4 separate regions of the Sus scrofa genome follow, and regions 1, 2 and 4 are each linked to region 3. A link is a contact called in public HiChIP or PLAC-seq data. All regions are on one chromosome and are shown on one strand. Each heading gives the region's core, a stretch centred on a gene start, on an enhancer-like site or on the middle of the called end of the contact. The rest is flanking DNA. Distances are from core to core; before and after follow the strand shown.

What was found. HiChIP or PLAC-seq counts read pairs in DNA pulled down with a chosen protein or histone mark.
Region 1: an H3K27ac HiChIP or PLAC-seq map of skeletal muscle shows a contact between it and region 3. The contact joins two enhancer-like sites. A contact is called at or near these places in 1 of 5 promoter capture datasets (liver), 1 of 47 Hi-C or Micro-C datasets (skeletal muscle) and 1 of 2 datasets of contacts at active chromatin or transcription factors (skeletal muscle).
Region 2: an H3K27ac HiChIP or PLAC-seq map of skeletal muscle shows a contact between it and region 3. The contact joins two enhancer-like sites. A contact is called at or near these places in 1 of 5 promoter capture datasets (liver), 5 of 47 Hi-C or Micro-C datasets (embryonic fibroblasts, fibroblasts, psoas muscle and 2 more) and 1 of 2 datasets of contacts at active chromatin or transcription factors (skeletal muscle).
Region 4: an H3K27ac HiChIP or PLAC-seq map of skeletal muscle shows a contact between it and region 3. The contact joins two enhancer-like sites.

Annotation. Positions count from the first base shown.
Region 1 is chr13:131,079,431-131,082,154 of Sscrofa11.1, reverse strand. No RefSeq gene overlaps it. Among named protein-coding and RNA genes, the nearest start is that of HES1, 55 kb to the left of the region's middle. Within about 2 kb of position 1,359, at least 7 of the 83 cell types and tissues checked have an H3K27ac peak or open chromatin away from gene starts, as enhancers often do. A contact at or near this core is called in skeletal muscle, where this site is marked.
Region 2 is chr13:131,061,290-131,064,140 of Sscrofa11.1, reverse strand. No RefSeq gene overlaps it. Among named protein-coding and RNA genes, the nearest start is that of HES1, 73 kb to the left of the region's middle. Within about 2 kb of position 1,335, at least 3 of the 83 cell types and tissues checked have an H3K27ac peak or open chromatin away from gene starts, as enhancers often do. A contact at or near this core is called in skeletal muscle, where this site is marked.
Region 3 is chr13:131,259,157-131,261,962 of Sscrofa11.1, reverse strand. The region is part of intron 1 of LOC110256390 (a long non-coding RNA gene); the gene reads left to right. Among named protein-coding and RNA genes, the nearest start is that of CPN2, 77 kb to the left of the region's middle. Within about 2 kb of position 1,257, at least 46 of the 83 cell types and tissues checked have an H3K27ac peak or open chromatin away from gene starts, as enhancers often do. A contact at or near this core is called in skeletal muscle, where this site is marked.
Region 4 is chr13:131,098,185-131,100,884 of Sscrofa11.1, reverse strand. It overlaps LOC102164131 (a long non-coding RNA gene), which reads left to right. Exons shown (of 8, transcript XR_002337825.1): 7 at 140-249; 8 at 380-2,700. Among named protein-coding and RNA genes, the nearest start is that of HES1, 36 kb to the left of the region's middle. Within about 2 kb of position 1,299, at least 27 of the 83 cell types and tissues checked have an H3K27ac peak or open chromatin away from gene starts, as enhancers often do. A contact at or near this core is called in skeletal muscle, where this site is marked.

The sequences.
Region 1 (2,724 bases), core at 110-2,609, 180 kb after region 3:
GCATGCTCTAGAAGCTGGAAAAGGCAAGAAAACAGATTCTCTTCTAGAGCTCCTAGGAAAGGAAACAGCCTGGCCAACCCCTTGATTTTAGCCCATTGAGACCCATTTTGGACTTTGGAGCTCTAGTGCCATCAGATGATACATTTGTGTTGTTTGAAGATACTATGTCTGTGGGGATTCCTTACAGCAGCAATAAAAATCTAATACAGCATCTTAGCGAGGGGCAGGCCTCAAGCAGGTTTAGCTGGTACTTCGGACTTAGGACAGACATGGTAGAAGCAGACACAGCCTTCCAAGGCGTTCCAGAGACTGTCTCCTCCTCAGGCCCTCTGCCAGCAGCCATGGCACAGAACCTATGTGTGCATAGGCTTTAAGCAGCTTTATGGGGGTGCTTGGGGCGCACCCCACCCTGAGGCCATCTCACGTACCTCTCACTTCCTCAGGCTTCTGCTGTGTGGCAAGGACACTAACCAATGTGCATCCTGGAACTGCATGGGCCCACCCTTGACTGATAAAGACAGGAACCTACAGGTAAATGCTTCCCCCTTTCGACCCTTGGGTGAGCAGTTCTGAGATGCTTTTCATAAAGCCCTTTGGGAGTTTCCAAGGATTGGAGCGCTGGGTCCCCAAGTGCATGCTGCCACAGTCATGCATCCTTGGCGAGGCTCTCCCTTCTTCCCTGCTCCCCCTGCAACAGAACCTCCCTCCTGCCTCCAGGAGGGACCATTACCCAAATGAATACCTGATGGAGACCTTTGTTTCCAGCTCTGCTTTTGGAGGGAACTGCTAAGACAATACGCTTGAATGGAACAGCTGCTCCTCTCACACTTGCTCAAGAGGGTACGCCCTGTCCAGTCTCCCAGAGCTGCGTGGAGCTCATGCAGGCCAGGGCTAGCAGGTGGTAGGGAGCCCTGGGACTTGCAAGTCTGTCTTGGGGTCTTGGCTGAGGATGCTTCCCGGTCTAATTAAAGACAGATGAAGTCTGGGGTTGAGGGGGAGTTGCCAGGCCCTTGGGGACATCAAGGGCCCTGCTCATTTAGTCGCTCAAGTCCCCTGACTCTGGTCGGCTTCCCTCAGAGCATGCCCACTGTATGAAAACCAGAACAGATGGCTTTCTGATGAACTTAATTACATCATTAGCAACTGGGCTACAAAAATGGGTGATTTGAGAGCGGCTGGGAAGCTGGAAGCCTTGTGGCCCCATGGCCGGGCAGCTGTTCCCGGGGCTGGCTGAACATGCCTTTGCAGTGGGCTCCTTCCCAACCCCCACCCCAGGCTGCCCTGTCACACCTCCTATAGGCTGAGCTGTGCTCTCTGATCCTGAGGCTTTCCCAACAGCCATTCCCAGAACAGATGGAAACGGATCTCTTGGGGACCTCCAGCTGATGCGGATTTCACAGTGGGCGGAAGCAAGTGAGAGGGAGCAGATAGGCCACCCCTTCCCACGGCCACTCGGGAGGCCACACTGGTTGTTCAGCTGTCCACCCTCACTCCTTGTGCAACGGGTGGGGCTTGAAGTGGGGGGGGATCCATTTCAGGAGAGGTGAGCCTGGAAGCTAGGAATATGACATGTCCCAGTCCCTTATGCTTTTAAACCTGAGCTCCAAGGAGCCGCAGGGGCCAGAGACCCCTGATCATCCCTGCTGCAGCCAGCGCGGAGTTTCTTTCCAGCTTCATTGGCAAGCACTGCTGCAGAAAAGGCTAGACCAGTCGTGAGTCCCTGAAAGCTCCCTCCCCCTCCTCTCACTTCCTGTCTTGTAGCCTCAGCTTTTTGCTGTCATCCCAGTCTCCTTTCTGTGCAAGCACGGCTACCTCATTCCTCAGATGCCACTTTCTCCCTGCAGCTCTCCCCTTCTGCCTCCCCTCCCTCCAATTTTAGCCACAATCCAGCCCTCCTTCCTCCGCGGTCTCCAAGTGTGTGTCCCGCAAAAATACACCAGTCACTTTATGCCCTCGATCATAATTATTTCCGTACTTGGTTCATTTCTGCCACTGGTCCTCTTCAGAGCAGGGAATGGCTTTTTTGGCTCCACAGTCTCCATGGGAGATGCCTGGGAAAATGTCTTTTGGTTTGGTTGCCTTTGTCTTTTTTTGTTTATTTATTTATTTTCTTTTTAGGGCTGCCCTTGAGGCATATGGAGGTTCCCAGGCTGGGGGTTGAATCAGAGTTGCAGCTGCTGGCCTACACCACAGCCACGGCAACGCGGGATCTGAGCCAAGTCTGTGACCTGCACTGCAGCTCATAGCAATGCTGGATCCTTGACCCACTGAGCAAGACCAGCTATCAAACCTGTGTCCTCATGGATCTGAGTCGGATTCGTTACTGCTGAGCCACGATGGGAACTCCCACCTATTTATTTATTTTTAATGAAAGTATATTTGATTGACAATGTTGTGCCGATTTCTGCTGTACAGCAAAGTGACCCAGTCACACATACATACATAGTTTCCTTTTCTTGTATTGCCTTCCATCATCATCTATCCCAAGAGATTGGATGTGATTCCCTGTGCCATACAGCACGACCTCATTGCTTATCCATTCTAAATGTAATCATTTGCATCTACTAACCCCAAACTCTCCGTCCACCCCATCCTTTGTGTTTATTTTTAATGAGTCCATGTGAAAAAAAAACTGACATCAAAAGCTGCTTTTTCTAAAGACCCTATTTTAGTTGGATCTGGCTGCCATAACAAAATGCCATAGGCCAGGTGGCTTAAATGATA
Region 2 (2,851 bases), core at 86-2,585, 200 kb after region 3:
GGGCGAAATTCCCCTAGCAGTGGGGAAAGAGTGGAACTCATGCTAGAAGTGGAGACCTCCTTGACTACGTGGGCAGGGGGCATACCTGATGAAGGGAATCGGCTGGGCAGAGGTGGAGGCAGGCACGAGCAGGCCTTGAGGAACCTGGCGTGGCTGGAACCAAAAGTGTGTGCCGAGTGGAAAATAGGTTTGAGAAGCTTGGAATATGGCCAGATTCGGCAAGCTTCTGAATGCCAGGTGTTGGAGGTTTTTTTTTTTAAATGCTGAATTTATGCTTGAAGTGCCTGGAAATAAGAGCTGAGGGAGGCTTGGGAATGAAGGAGGAGAGCCTTGTTCAATGACAGGGCAACAGTCAGGCTTTGAAAGTGTATCTCAAGGGCATCAGATATAGGAAACCTAATCCTAGTTTTCAGATGAGGGCACTGAGGCCAAGAAAGGTCAAGTGACCAGGCTAAGGCCAACAGTAGGTTCGTGGGACTTGGGGATCAGCTATAGCACTTGGCCAGCTCTACAGTGGACCCACCTGTCATTGTCCGCCTTGGCCCCTGGGTACCAGGTGGGGAGAGGGGCTCAAAGAAGGTCCACGTGCTGGGCTTGTGACAGGTGAGTTAGAGGGAGGTGAGAGCAGAAGCAAAAGCAGCTGCAGCCTCCAGCAGGGATCTAGATCAGCCTCCCCATGCTCCGAAGTGGCTGGGGAAAGATCAACCTGTGAGAAACTGTTAGAGACATTCGACTCTGTTGAATGGGCTTTTAAGGAATGAGGAAGATTTGGAATGGATGAAGAGGCAGAAAGAAGGGCATTTTATATCTTTTGGGATATTTTGGTTGCTGTTATCCTTGCTGTTTAAGATGGCACTCTGAGAGTTCCTTGGCAGCTCAGCAGGTTAAGGATCTGGCATTGTCACTGCTGTAGCTCGAGTTCAATCCCTGGCCTGGGAAACTTCCACATGCTGTGGGCATGCCCCCCCCCAAACAAAGATGACACTCTGAACCATGCATTTATGCTAATGCTTTAAATAGAAACACACCAGATTTGACCCAAATCCAAACAATATGACAGTACAGACAGAAAGGCAGAAACATCTGGGAGATATTAAGTATCTATGAGCAGTAGTTTTTTTAAGTCAAAGTCCACGGGGCTGACTTATAGGCAAACTACTTATTCTCTCAATGAAGAAACCAGGGCTTAGAAAATAAAAACTGCCTAAAGCCACATAGATAGTAAGTGGCTGAGCTGGTTGACCCCAGATCCATCTGGCTCCAATGCTTGTCCTCTTTCCACCCCCGTGATGCTCACACTGGGCCAGTTTGATGCTTGGATATCAGATATCCATCTGGTAACTATATTTTCCAAACCCCAAATAGGACACATGGTCTGACAAGTGTGAAAGCACTCGCAGGGACAAGAGGCTAGAATGTTTTAAATTAGGACCATCCAGGCAAATCCAGGACATCTGGTCATCAGAGGTATCCAGGGGCTGCCCACACCCTTGGCACAAGGCTGGCTGTTGCCATTCAATACTCTTTCCCATCCTGAATGCCCAAGGTCTATTTTTTAGTTGGAGCATATGCCACTGATAAGCGAGAGACTTTTAAAAAGATCAAACAAACAGCTGGAGGGAGGTTGCAGTGGACATTCTTTTTAGGGCAGCCTAAGAGTGGAGAGAGACCAGGGGAGGGCAGGGAAGTGGCAGAGGGTGGGAAGAAAAACCCTTGGCTTCCAGATCCTAGGAGGCGCGAGGCGCCATGAGCTGAGGGCAGGTTGAGGTGGGAGGGCTTTCCCCCAGTATCAGGAAGGTAGCTACCCTCTTCTCTCCCTTCCTCTTTCCCCATCTCTTCTGCTTTCTCTTCTCTTTTTTTGAACCTCAACCGCTCCCTTCCTGCCTCCCTCTCCCTCCCACACAGAGAAGAAGGATGCTCTACTGTGCCTGGCGCCCCTGGGAAGGGAGCAGCGGCTTCCGTGGAGGGGAGACGACTTACTAGCTAGTGATGTGATGGCTTTCAAACCCTCTTCTGTGAGATGGGGCAAAGGAACAGGTTTTTATGGAATTCTGTGGGATCCTGGGCGAAACTGTTCTGGAACCTGGAAAGAATTGGACACGTGGTGCTGAGCTGTGTATTCCATGGGCGCTGGGGACGATGTCATGTTGATATTGTTAAGATCAAATGTCAGGCTGAGGAGCATTCATCTGGAGAGATGTGTGTTTCATGTTGTGTGTCTGAGTCATCTAGGAAAGGGAGAAGTGAGATGGGAGGTAGGATGCATGTATGCCCCTGGGTGTGTTGAGAGAGAGAGAGAGAGAGAGAGAGAGAGAGAGAGAGAGAGAGAGAGAGAGAGAGGGCATTTGCTAGAAATCACATAATCATAGAGTATTAGAGACAAGCCTCAAAGAATGTGTAGCTCACCCGCTTCACTGTATGCATGGGGATTCTATTGTCCAGACAAAAAAGTTAACTTTCCAAGGTCAATAGCTAGTCAGTGGTCACAATGGGTCGTGGTCCAGGCCTCCCTGTCCAAGTGTAAGGCTTCCTTTGTCAGGCCAAGTTCAGCCATGCTATACCCGCGGCCCTGCGCTAGGGGCACAGGGAGGCAGAGGGGAAAGGAGGTGTGGCCTCCAGTGTCCAGGCCTCACAGACAACTGGGAAGGCCACGCCCCAACTAAGGGCAGCTCCAAACTCTACTGGGGTATGAGATCCACAGGTAGAGCCCAGGGGCCTGGGAAAATTTACAGGCAGCCACAGCCATCCAGGCCGAATGGCTGAGGACTCTGAGGGCCTGTTGGAGGATGTAGCATTTCCTTCAGTGATACTTTTGGTTCCAACTTTTGTCCAGAAGTGGTTAGCTAGGCTT
Region 3 (2,806 bases), core at 8-2,507:
CTTGTAATCATTGAGTCCAAAAGACAATTGCAGTCAGCTTGTCCAAACTCTCTCCTAAAGGAGGAATCTTCTCGAAGATGATCCTTTCCCCTTTTTCTCCTTTCGTCTTTTTCTCTCTTCTTCCTTCTTTCCACCTCTCTTTCCCTCCTGGGTTTTTTTTTTTTTTTTTTTTTTTTTCTTTTTAGGGCTGCACCATGGCACAGGGACGTTCCCAGGTTAAGGGTCAAATCGAAGCTGCAGCTGCCGGCCTACACCAGAGCCATAGCAACGTGGGATCCAAGCTGCATCTGTGACCTATACCACAGCTCACGGCAATGCCGGATCCTTAACCCGCTGAGCAAGGCTAGGGATCGAACCCGCAGCCTCATGGTTCCTAGTCAGGTTCGTTACTATTGAGAGGCAGTGGGAAGACCCCTCCCTGTTTTTTCTATCCGCCTTCACTCCTCTCTTCCACAAAGATTTGGAGCCTTTACTCTTAGGCAGGCACCGTGCTGGTTTGGTCCTCTGGCAGGAATGAAGACAGACAGCGACCCTCGCAGAGCTTAAAGTCTAGCAACAGGGTGCTCACTACTTAGGGGATGGCCTGTTCGGGGGTTTCATTTTCCCCTATTTAAACTGAATTCTGCCTCCGTAGAATGCTTGTCCTGACCTCTGGAGCTAGAGAGAACAAGTCTGACCCCGTTTCCTATGTCGCCGCCCTTGAAACGTGGGAAAATAAACATGGAACACTCTGAAAATATTCTCACTCTCCAGTTTCCACTTGTGAAGGGGAAGCTGATTCTCCGTGAAGCTAAATTCCTCAAGGGCATGGGGTCAGAGCCCGGGTGGGCTATCATCTGGGTGCGTGGCCCCGTTCCCAGTCCACCTGGGGCGGAGGGAAGCCATGTGCTGGAGGCTCTCACTGGGAAAGAGCGCAGGTGGCAGGGAGGTGGGCCCACATGAAGCAAGGGGGTCTGTCAGAGGGGGGGGCCTGCGAGGCGTGGTCTGGCCGCCTGCCCAGGACAAGCCTGAGCTCCCGGGTTTCTGGTCTGATTCACAGCTTCCTCCCTCCCCAAAGGAATCCCCTTTATAGCTCTCCAGGCCTGACCCCAGCGTCCCTGTGAATGTCATCTGACAGCTGCACGGAGCGCAGCCATGGCTCCTGCGCCGGGTGCCAGCTGGATGTGCTCGGCGGCCGGGGCCCTGGGAGCCACCGCTTGGGATGTCAGAGGAGCGCTGCCCTTCCGTCAGCAGGAAGCCCGGCCGCAAACACTTGGACAGGAAGCCCGGGCGCTGGCCAGCTGAGCCAGCTCTGGTTTCTTCTGCGTCTGAGGCTTTGGCCAAGCGTGGAGGGAGGCGAGCCAGGTGCCGCGGGCGGCACTGACAGCACGGGCGGGCTCCCCCTCGGCCAGCCGGGGATGTGGGTTGAAGGGCGTGAACGGAAAAGCATCATCGAGGCTGGGCCAGAAGAGGTGCTTCCTGGAGGAAGGGTGAGGGAGCAGGGAACACAGCGTCTAGCAGAGCTGAGCCAGCTGGCTGAGGCTCTGCAAAGACCCGCTTCCAGACACAAATGTGTTCCCTTGGGTTCAGACCTCCGGCATAAACTCAGATCAGATCCAATCTGCAGGCTGCCTCCACCTCCGGGAAAACACACTGTCATCTCCCGGGGCGGGGTGTCTGCATGTTCCCAGCATGAAAATGACTCCTCTCAAGGAGAGGCTCTTTTATAACCTACCAAGCTGCATTGTGAGGGAATTGATAGAAAATAGAATGTGGTCCGCTGGGGACAAAGGCAACTTTGCGTTCAGGGCTAAGAGTTTTGTTTCCAAGCGCTACGTGTGATTATCTTCAAGGCAGTCTGTGTGCATACAACCATCTGAAAGACCCCCAGGATTTGCAGAGCGCCTAAATTTTCTTTAAAATGATATTTATTTTTTCCATTATAGTGGTTTATAGTGGTTTATAGTGTTCTGTTGATTTTCCACTGTACGGCAAAGTGATCCAGTCACACATGCATATATACATTCTTTTTCTTATGTTATCCTCCATCATGCTCCATCATAAGTGAGTAGATACAGTTCCAGTGCTATACAGCAGGACAGAGTGCTTAAATTTTTGACCAGTCACTCAGAGATTTCCACCCCCCCACACACACACATCTGCCTTGCACAAGCTGATAGGCTGGTGAGGACCAGGAGGCGAGTAAATTTGTTCAAGGTCCTGCAGCTCAGCAACGGCAGAGCCAGAAACACTGCCATGACTTGTGATGCTCCAGAAAGAGAACTTGGATGATGACTCTCCACGTGCACAACTGTTTCTCTGTCTCCTACCTTATTCTGGACTGTATGCATTCAAGCACAGGCGCATGGGGGTGGGAGGGAGGGTGGAAGTTGGGGGAAGGGGGCTGGGAAGGGGTGTGTGAGCACTCTGGCTGGCGTGGGCTGCTAACATCTCATCATTTTGTCAAAGCCTGTTTTGAAAACCTCCTCCTGGGTAAAGCCTGCCCGTTGCTTTAGTCACTCTCCTTGGCATCAGCTGCCGCCCTACGCCACAGCCACAGCAATGCAGGATCTGAGCTGAGTCTGCCACCTACACCACAGCTCAGAGCAATGCCAGATCCTTAACCCACTGAGCAAGGCCAGGGATCGAACCTGCAACCTCATGGTTCCTAGTCGGATTCTTTTCCTCTGCACCACGATGGGGACTCTGCCTTGATGTTGTTCATACTTTGTGCTTAATAGGAGTCCAGTGTTAATTCCACAAGTGAATACATGAATGAGTGAATTTGCAAATGAAACCATTATAGAACTAGTTAGATTTAAATTCA
Region 4 (2,700 bases), core at 50-2,549, 160 kb after region 3:
TTGGAAAGGCAAGTTGGCACTTATGGTGACTGAGGATTGAGTTGTCAGCATGTTTAGGAAATGGCCCAACCCCTCCACCAGCACCACTGACATCTCTCACTACCATGCTCTCCCCACTGCCACCCCACTGTGTCCACAGCCACAGAGGACACAGGCTCAGGGAGGCATGGCTCTTGGCCAGCGCGCAGAAGACAGAGGTCCAGACACCACCGAGGCCCAGTGATACATCTGGGAGAAGCGGCTCCCCAGGTAATGAAGCAGAAGGTATGGGTCTCTGGGCTCTGCCTGGTCACACCAGTGAGACCAGGAGTGAGCATGTGGGGACGCCGGGTGGCGTGTGCAGAGGCCGGCTTGGCATGGGCTCTATGTTCTCTTGCAGGCCAGCAGACTTTCAGCTTGACCTGAGGGCTGAGCTCGAACCAGCTTACCCCGTGCGTATACACCAGGCCTGACTGCAGCCCCGTGATGGGGAGGGGAAGGGCCCCTGGGCAGGGCTCCTCAGACTGGGAGGAGAGAGGCCCAGGGGATGTTCAGACTCCATTTGCAGAGCTAAGAAGCCAAAGGCAAGGACTTTGTCTTGCTTGTTTGGGACAGCGCCCGTAGGTCTCGAGTAAATATTTAACTAAACTTGCAAATAAGTGTTATCTGTCTCTGGCAAGGACATTGGGGCAAAAGGCTTTCTGTACCTCTGCCCTTGGTATTAGTGTTTATTCTCTTAACAGCAAGAGAGGCTCTTTCCTTTTCGCTGGCCCTGTTTTAGTTGTCTGTGGATGTAGGTGGCCAACGTGTAAAAGCTGTGACTCCAGGGTGGGTGTTGCTCTTGGTGGAGCTTCATTATAAATTGGAAAGAGCGTGATGCAGAAATACCCTGAGAGTAGCAGCCAGGTTGCGCTGGATTCCAATCTGGGCTCCTCCACTGATGAACTGTGATGCCAAGGAAAGGAACTTCACCGCTTCACGCCTCAATGTCCCCCTCCAGTCCTTCTCAAGTGACCTGCCCTCCTTGCTGGGTCTTGAGGACCGAAGGACACAGCGCAGTGACAGCTGCCGTGCGGGCGGGCTGGCTGACTCGGAACCTGCAAGTGGCCCAGCCCTCAGGGGTCTAGAAATGGAAACTCCGAAGGCTTTCAGTTCACAAGACCATTTCAATGTCAGAGCTGAGGCGAGCAAAGGAACTCGCGTCAACCCTTCATCAGCCAGGAAAGGAAACTGCAGCCAGGAACGCCCCACCCTGCGGGGCCCCTGTGGCCGCCACGCCTGTCCTCAGACCCACACAAACACCACCGAAGAGGGAGCCCCAGTGCCCTCAGGTTTCCTGGACCTATTCTCAGCACCCACCCTCCCTCCACCTGACCTGGCCTTTGTTTTCCTAGCCCCGGTCGCGTTGCCTTTTGGACTTGATCCTTGCCAGGTTCTTGCTGTGGCCTTGAATCCAGTTAAAAGTGCGGCGCTCTCACAGCTGGTGCATTGGTTCTGCTGCCTCTGGCACACACGCCTCCCTTTTCAGTGGGGCCAGGAGTACCGTGCGTCAGAAGAATGTTCCCCAGTCTCCTGGGGGCTGGCTTAGTTTCCGGGGTTGCATTTCCTTTCTCTCTCTCTCTTTCTCTCACTCGCTCGCTCTTGTATTTTTTTATAGCTGTGGGGAGCAGTATTTAAGGACTTTTTGGGTGAACATGCCATATGCCTTCTTTATCGAGCAGTAGGAATCAGCAGGAGGATAAAGGATGCTCTTAAAGTGACAGGAAGAAATCAAAAGGGCTCTCAGCCTCCCCGTCAGGGGGAAAATTCTAAGCAAGTTCCTGCCATCGATGACCGAATCTGCATCCTCTAGATGCTATGGGGTGTCCTGAAACATTCATTTCCCTGCTCTGAGCCTTCGTTTCCTTTTCGGTGAAGTGAAAACAACACTCCAATCTTGGCAATGTCGTCAGGTTGCTCCCTGGACCAGAGCAGATACTGGTTGAGGAAGTACTTGGGACGCTTGGGAAGCCCTGTGACCTTGACACAGGGCACCCATGTCGGTTCTCAGCCCCATCTGGGTTGGGATCTGTGTATCCTCCTCTGGGTCCATCAGTCCTGGTTGTGTTCAGCCGCCCCCTGCAGAGGCTTCTCCGTTTCCAGGATGAGAGAACAGCAGCCGTGAGTTCCATCTGCTCCTTCTTTCAGGCTCTTCTCCCAGATGAGTGTGACTTGTGGGTGGCAAGGAAGCTTAAGGGGGTATCAAGAGTTACTTTTCTGGGAGTCTCCAGGTAGGATCTCCCCTGGCAAAGATGCCTGAACTGAGGACCCTAATTCCCATCACCCCCAGTTAGAGGTGGCAGAGTAGTGTCCAGAGACATTACTGCGGGGGCAGACGTTGTAGGCAGGAAAAAACATCATAAAGGGCAGCCTTTTCCTATTGCCTAGGCAGTAACCTGGACACCAGTGGCATCTGCATAAGGCATTTACGCTCACCGTGAACGAACCAGGAGAAATGTCAGTAACTTCCTTAGAGAAAGCACTATCCATCTGGAAGTATTTACTCATTCATTCATTTGGTCGTTTATTCAGACATCTGTGGATTCTTCCACTGTGAAATATTTATCAAATACTTACTGTGTATCAGAGCTGTACTGAATCCTACACCCTTTGGGTCTCATTATTAGTCAGGATAAGTTAGGTAATGCTGTGGTAACAAATAACCCCAAATCTCAGTGGTTG